Linked DNA regions of Capra hircus: region 2 is linked to region 1. The links are chromatin contacts, called in public Hi-C maps. All regions are on one chromosome and are shown on one strand. The core of a region is the stretch at or near the end of the contact, and the rest is flanking DNA. Distances in the headings are between cores, read along the strand shown. Region 1 overlaps ASB2 (ankyrin repeat and SOCS box protein 2). Region 2 holds the start of LOC102184560.

Region 1 (3,176 bases), core at 487-2,986:
CCTCTGGGATCTACTGCATGATGATCTGAGGTGGAGCTGATGCAATAATAGAAATAAAGCGCACAATAAATAGAATGCGCTTGAATCCATCCCCCCATCCCCAGTCCATGGAAAAATTGTGTTCTGTGAAGCTAGTCCTTGATGCTGAAAAAGTTGGAGACAGCTACTCTAGGGGGAATCAGACTACCTGGGTTCAAACCTTGCCGCCATCACCTACTCCTGGCTGGCTGTGTGTCCCAGGGCAAGTCGCTGACCCCCTCTGGGTTTCTGGTTCCTCATCTGTAAGTGAGATTAATACTAGTACACACCTCATAGGGCTGTTGGGAGGATATATTATAATAGATTACTGTAGGTTAACTGCTGAGAACAGCACCTGATTCAACAGGAGAGACCACAGTCAGGACTGGCAGGAATCTCCAGCCTCAGCCACAGCTGATCAGCCCTCTCCAGGCCATAGGCAGGGCAGCAAGCCTGGGAGAGGCTAGAATCAGCCTTCAGGGGAAGAGGCATTGAGATCCACAGGACAGGGGAGGCGACGTCACGGTCACTGAGGGCTGACCAGGGCCTGGGGCAGGAGTGGTTGGGACAGACACGTTTGTCCCTTCCTGTTCCCCAGGACCTGGAGGCTCCCTCAAGTCCTCGGGGCAGCAAAACAGAGATATAGGACAGCTTAGCCCTGGAGTCAGGGGAGGGGACAAGTCCTGGTTTGTGTCTCCCAACATATGACCTGGGCAAGTCCCCTAACATCACTGAGCACGGATTTTTCTCATCTGAAACAAATGTGAATGACAAGACACACTTTATGGGTTGTTGTGGAGATTAAACCAAATAATGCGTGTAAAGCCTTTGGACGGTGTCCTGGCACATAGTGAGCCCTTGGATAGGGCTGTCCCCACCCCCAAACACCCCCCTTCCCCCCCCCTCCGCTCCGCCCCGCTCCACCGACCTAGGCAGGGCAGGGTCTGCACAACTTCATTGTTTTCCCACTCTAGGTCTGGGGGCCTTCCAGTCAATTCCTCTAGAAATACCCCTTAGCCTGAAAGAAGTCAGCAAGAGATTCTTGAAACTGCAGTCCGATCTGGCTGAGATTTTTAAAGGGCTCAGACTCTGGAGGCTTGTGGCTCAGCTTCTAAAGAATCCGCCTTCAGTGTGGGAGATCTGGGTTCGATCCCTGGGTTGGGAAGATCCCCTGGAGAAGGGAATGGCTGCACACTCCAGTATTCTGGCCTGGAGAATTCCATAGACTGTATAGTCCATAGGGTCGCAAAGAGTCAGACACGACTGAGTGACTTTCACTTCACACTAGCTTTAGGGGTTCTGGGTTTGAAGCCCAGCTCCACTCGTTACCGGCTCTGAAGTTTTGAGAACGTGGTGGAAGCTCTCTGGGCCTCAGTTTCCTTATCTGTAAAGTGGCCCCCTCTCCCTCCAGTGTAATTGTTGAGACTGGCCTCCCTCCAGTGTAATTGTTGAGACTGGCCGTCTCCACGGCGCCCCCTGCTGGTGGGCCCTGCCGCTCCCACGCAGTGGTTGCGAGCGTCTGAGCCTGGGCCCCTCGGCGCCCCCTGCCGGCGGGTCCGGTGCCGTGACCCGCGCGTGCCCGCCCCACCCGCAGGATCGTGCAGATGCTGCTGCCGGTGACCAGCCGCACGCGCGTGCGCCGTAGCGGCATCAGCCCGCTGCACCTGGCGGCCGAGCGCAACAACGACGAGGTGCTCGAGGCCCTGCTGGGCGCGCGCTTCGACGTGAACGCGCCGCTAGCGCCCGAGCGCGCGCGCCTCTACGAGGACCGCCGCAGCTCTGCGCTCTACTTCGCCGTGGTCAACAACAACGTGTACGCCACCGAGCTGCTGCTGCTCGCCGGCGCCGACCCCAACCGTGACGTCATCAACCCCCTGCTCGTGGCCATCCGACACGGCTGCCTGCGCACCATGCAGCTGCTGCTGGACCACGGCGCCAACATCGACGCCTACATCGCCACGCACCCCACCTCCTTCCCCGCCACCATCATGTTCGCCATGAAGTGCTTGTCGCTGCTCAAGTTCCTCATGGACCTCGGCTGCGACGGCGAGCCCTGCTTCTCGTGCCTGTACGGCAACGGCCCGCACCCGCCCGCCCCGCCGCCCTCCAACAGGTTCAACGATGCGCCCGCCTCCGACAAGGCGCCCAGCGCGGTCCAGGTAGGGGGGCGCGCCGCGGGGACTGCGGCCAGGCCCCGCGGGCTCCCGAGGCTGGGGGGACTGGAGGCAGGGGGGACCCTCGGCAGGGTGGACTGCACTTGGGAGGCAGCTGGAGACGGTGGTGAACAGGATTTAGAGGCAGTGGGGACTAACGGTTAGTGCACTTTGGAGGGCCTGTGAGCTGGCGTTTAGCACCCTTTGGAGGCAGTGGAAATTCAGTGGTTAACCTCTTTTAGAGGCAGCAGGCCTTAGCAGTTCGCAGGAGCATTTCCGTCCTCTGTATTAGGGGAGGGAACAGTTCGGCAGGCGATTAGTGGGGAACTCTGCAAAACTGAGGGGTTCACCACCCCCAGCAAACCTACACCTGGAATATCACGGTGATGGACCAAGATCCGGGTAGAGGTGAGAACAGGCCTAATAGAAGAGCAGGTGAGCTACAGAAAGTCAGTGACCCCAGAGGCAAGACCTGCCCATGGTGTGATTTAATAAGTCAAAGTCCAAAGAACAGGAAGTTAGAGGCACTTCCCTAGTGGTCCAATGGTTAAGAATCCAACACTGCAAGGGATACTGGTTCCATCCCCGGTCCCAGATCTCACATACCACTGAGCAACTAAGCCTGTGAGTCGCAACTATGGAAACCTGCGTGCCTAGAGCCTGTGCAACAAGAGAAGCCTGCAGACCGCAATGAAGAGTAGCCCCCGCTTGCTGCAACCAGAGAAAGCCTGTGTGCAGCGACAAAAACCCACCATAGGCGAAAAAACAAATCTTTAAAAAGGAAATTAGAAACACTCTTCTCTTAGAGCTATTAACAATGGCTAATGGCATCACTTAAGGGCCATCTTCTATGTGCAACGAAGTTTATGTTTATATTGCCTTAATTCTCATTTTAAAAAACCCTTCAAGTGAGTGTCATATACCCATTTTCTAGACAAGGAAGTTGGGGCTTAGGGGGCCCAAGCTGCCCACCTCCCACTTTGGTCAGCAGAGGCCTGTGTTGAT
Region 2 (3,145 bases), core at 603-3,102, 66 kb before region 1:
CCGAGGGAATTTTTGGCCAACCCAGTACATGATGATGGAATGTGATCCAGGCCACAGGACTCTCATTGTTCTCACTGTACAGAGATGCTGAGGACTTGCCACACAGGTCACACGGCTGGTGGCCAGGCTGGCTCGACCACGGTGAAACAGGCCTGTGGGTTCCCATGCAGCAGGTGAGCTCGAGGTTCACTGGGGTCACACGTCCCCTGGTCCCAGGCTGGGAGGTGGTCGCAGAGAGGACAGGCCTTCTGCGAAAGCTCTATACGTACCCTTGGGGATTTTCTTAAGGACCTTGATCAGATAGTCTTCAAAAAGCTTATGCTTCTCCACCTCCCTCTTCAGCTTCCTCTGCCTGTAGAGTGAGCCAGACGTGAGGACGTGGTGTGGAGACCCCCAGGCCGTGACCCCAGGCAAGGGCCCATCTCTGGAGCTGTGTGGATCTGGGCTGGACCAGTCACTGTCCCCATCAGTGGGCCACTGACTGCGTCTCTCCACCCCCATTTTATTGCTGAGTAAACTGAGTCATAGGTCAAACAGATGCCTGTGGTCAGGCCATAAGAAAGGAGACCTGGGGGAAAAGCAAGGCTGAAACTTTCTGGCGTGGGGTCTACGGAGCCCCTCCTGCAGGCTGAGCAGGTGGCAGATGGCCTGAGTCCCCGCTAGCCGATGATCTGGCCAGGGGTTTCACCTCTCTGCCTGGGTGGGCCATGTGTAACAGGGGTAACCAGTTCCTCACAGCAGGTGGGGACCAGGTCTGGGACGCCCAGCACATCTGAGGTCGGGACCCCAGCAGCCCCCAGAGGGGAGATGGCCACATGCGACTGCCCAGCCATGCTTGACAGTCAAGGGCATCACCAAGCAAGATGAGTCTCCTGCTCCGGGCCCATTCAAGGTCAGCAGTCAAGGGCAGCGGGCAGAGGGGGACAGGGCCATGGTAGGTATCTTTGAGTGACCACTGACTGCCCCAGGGCAAGCCACTCTGCATCTCAGACCCTATTTTCTCATCCACACCATCTTGAAAAATTCAAGAAAGAATGGTCTTCCCCTCTGCAAATACCATGTGGGGTGAGCCACAATGCTAAACATTGTTGGGGTTGGAAGCCCTGTGAGAGTATGATGGATGGGCTGGGCCTTCTCTCCAAAAAATCACTCACAGATGCATCCTTTTGCACCCAATTCAGGCTTTCGTGGGCAGCCTGATATGAAGGGCCTCTCTGGGCAAGGACCCAGGGCATCTGCTTGGAGCCAGGGCAGCAGCCTCGCACGTTGATTTTGGAAAGGCTGAGTTGACAGGTGCATGGGGATGGCCACCCACAGCCCTGCCTTCATGCTGTGAGACTGAGCTTGTGCAGGGCCTGGGACCAGCCAAAGCCTGACGTCAAAGAGGGAGAGTTATGCGCCCCCACCCCTCGCTACTCACAATTCAGCTACCCCTCCTGACTTACTCCCAGGCATCCCCCACCCCTTGGCCATTTCCTTGCCCTGAGGAATTTTTCCATTGCTCCCTCAGGCATTTTTGCTCAGTCCCAGCCGCTTAGCCCACCGCAGGTGGCCCTGGGGCCGGGGCCCGGGGCACAGCGGGGCTCGGGACAAGTCGTACTTGGCCTGCAGTTGGCAGAGTTCCTGGAACAGCACCTGCAGGTCCCTGTCCTTGTTGCCGGAATCACTCAGGCCAGCCTCCTGGCCTGCGTCCCTGGCCGCCAGCATCGCCACCGCACCACCTTGGGTGACTCTGGACGATGGGGCCACGTAGGCCAGGCAGGAAGGAGGTGGGTGTCCACGACAACAGGCAAGGCGGTAGCTTTCTCTTCCAGTCCTCCTGACGGTCCTCAGAAGTCAGGTTCCAATCTTGCTTCCTAGAAAAGGAAACCAAGGTTCAGAGGGGACCCCTGTGACCAGCTCGAGGATGTACAGCAGGGCTGATTTGGACTCCAGTTTTATTAAATTCAAAGTCTGGGGCCTTTGAGCAGTGCCTCCAGCTCTGGAGGGACCAAAGGTGCCATTCTGCAGTGGCATCATCATCATTGTCACACCATAATGGGGACCGTCAAGACCCATGGGCACCAAGATGCCTGGGACTTCCAACATGTGCTGGCTTCCAAGAGAATTCAGGAAAGAGTCCAAGGGGGCAGAGCTGGGGCAGGCTTAGAGAGTAGCCCACAGAGGGAGGAGGCTCCTTTGTCATCTGTCTCTCCCCAACCATCCTGCCAACCATTTATGCATTTAACTGACATCATATACTCTGAGTATCCATAGAGCTAGACCGAGGTAGACACATGGAATAGCTCACGGTCAAGCTGGGAAGGTGGCCTAGTTAACAGGCAGTTTCAACACAGCCTTGCAAAGAGTTCCTGGGCCACTCACCTAAGTCTGGTTTGCTAGCTACGGCTAAAAGAAGACGATCTCCCTAAGCGTGCCATTCACTGGCCACCTGCTGGGCCAGGCTAGCGCATGGGAGGAGCAGGGTGAGAAGGGGAGGGGCTATTTGGTCAACTTTTCCAGCCCCCAGTGTCAGACAGGGGTCCATGAGCACACAGAGGAGGAAGGGGCCTGGCTGACTCACTCGACAGCTCCGGGAGCACAAAGCCATCGCCAACCTGTGACGTCACAATGCTGGCTTCCGTTCTCATGACGTTGTCTATTGCAGGATTCACCTGGGGGTGGAGTGGAGGGCCTGATTCCCTGAGGTCCTGGGGGCCTTTTGCTCCCCGATTCAGTTCCCCAGGGGAAGGGGTGGAGAGGCGTTGGTGACCTGGGGGGGAGGCGGTGAACTTGGGCTATTTTTACCCTTCTTTCAAGGCTGATCTTCCTTGATACCCCTACCTTGCAAGCTTCCCAAATCCTACTGGCTTGTCCTGGGACTCCCCTTTTTGCCTCCTTTAACCTGATTCTGGGTAGCTATAGCTTGGGTACCTCCCTAGGTGGGATAGTCAGCAACCATGGAGAGTTCAGCCCCTCTCTCCCCAGCCCCCTCAAGGCTAAGGATGAAACCTGGCCTGTGGCAGGGGAGGTGGGGGAACAGAAGGAAACTTCTGGACCTAAACCTGGTCCTGGCCCTGCCCCTGCCTAATGCTCAGCCCTGTGACCTGGTGCGGGGCCTCCATCACTGACGGGGACCTGGGCATGGTGCCTGCCTCTGATACAC

Evidence for each region. A called contact is a pair of places that touch in the nucleus more often than the background predicts.
Region 2: a Hi-C map of blood shows a contact between it and region 1, with 4 times the contacts expected there. The contact joins the promoter of LOC102184560 here to the enhancer-like site in region 1. A contact is called at or near these places in 3 of 5 Hi-C or Micro-C datasets (all in blood).

What each region holds. Positions count from the first base shown.
Region 1 is chr21:57,973,426-57,976,601 of ARS1.2, reverse strand. It overlaps ASB2 (ankyrin repeat and SOCS box protein 2), which reads left to right. Exons shown (of 10, transcript XM_018066414.1): 8 at 1,613-2,177. Among named protein-coding and RNA genes, the nearest start is that of FAM181A, 14 kb to the right of the region's middle. Within about 2 kb of position 1,736, at least 2 of the 5 cell types and tissues checked have an H3K27ac peak or open chromatin away from gene starts, as enhancers often do.
Region 2 is chr21:58,039,174-58,042,318 of ARS1.2, reverse strand. LOC102184560 reads right to left here and starts at 1,852. Exons shown (of 7, transcript XM_018065951.1): 1 at 1,601-1,852; 2 at 270-352. The coding sequence starts at 1,707.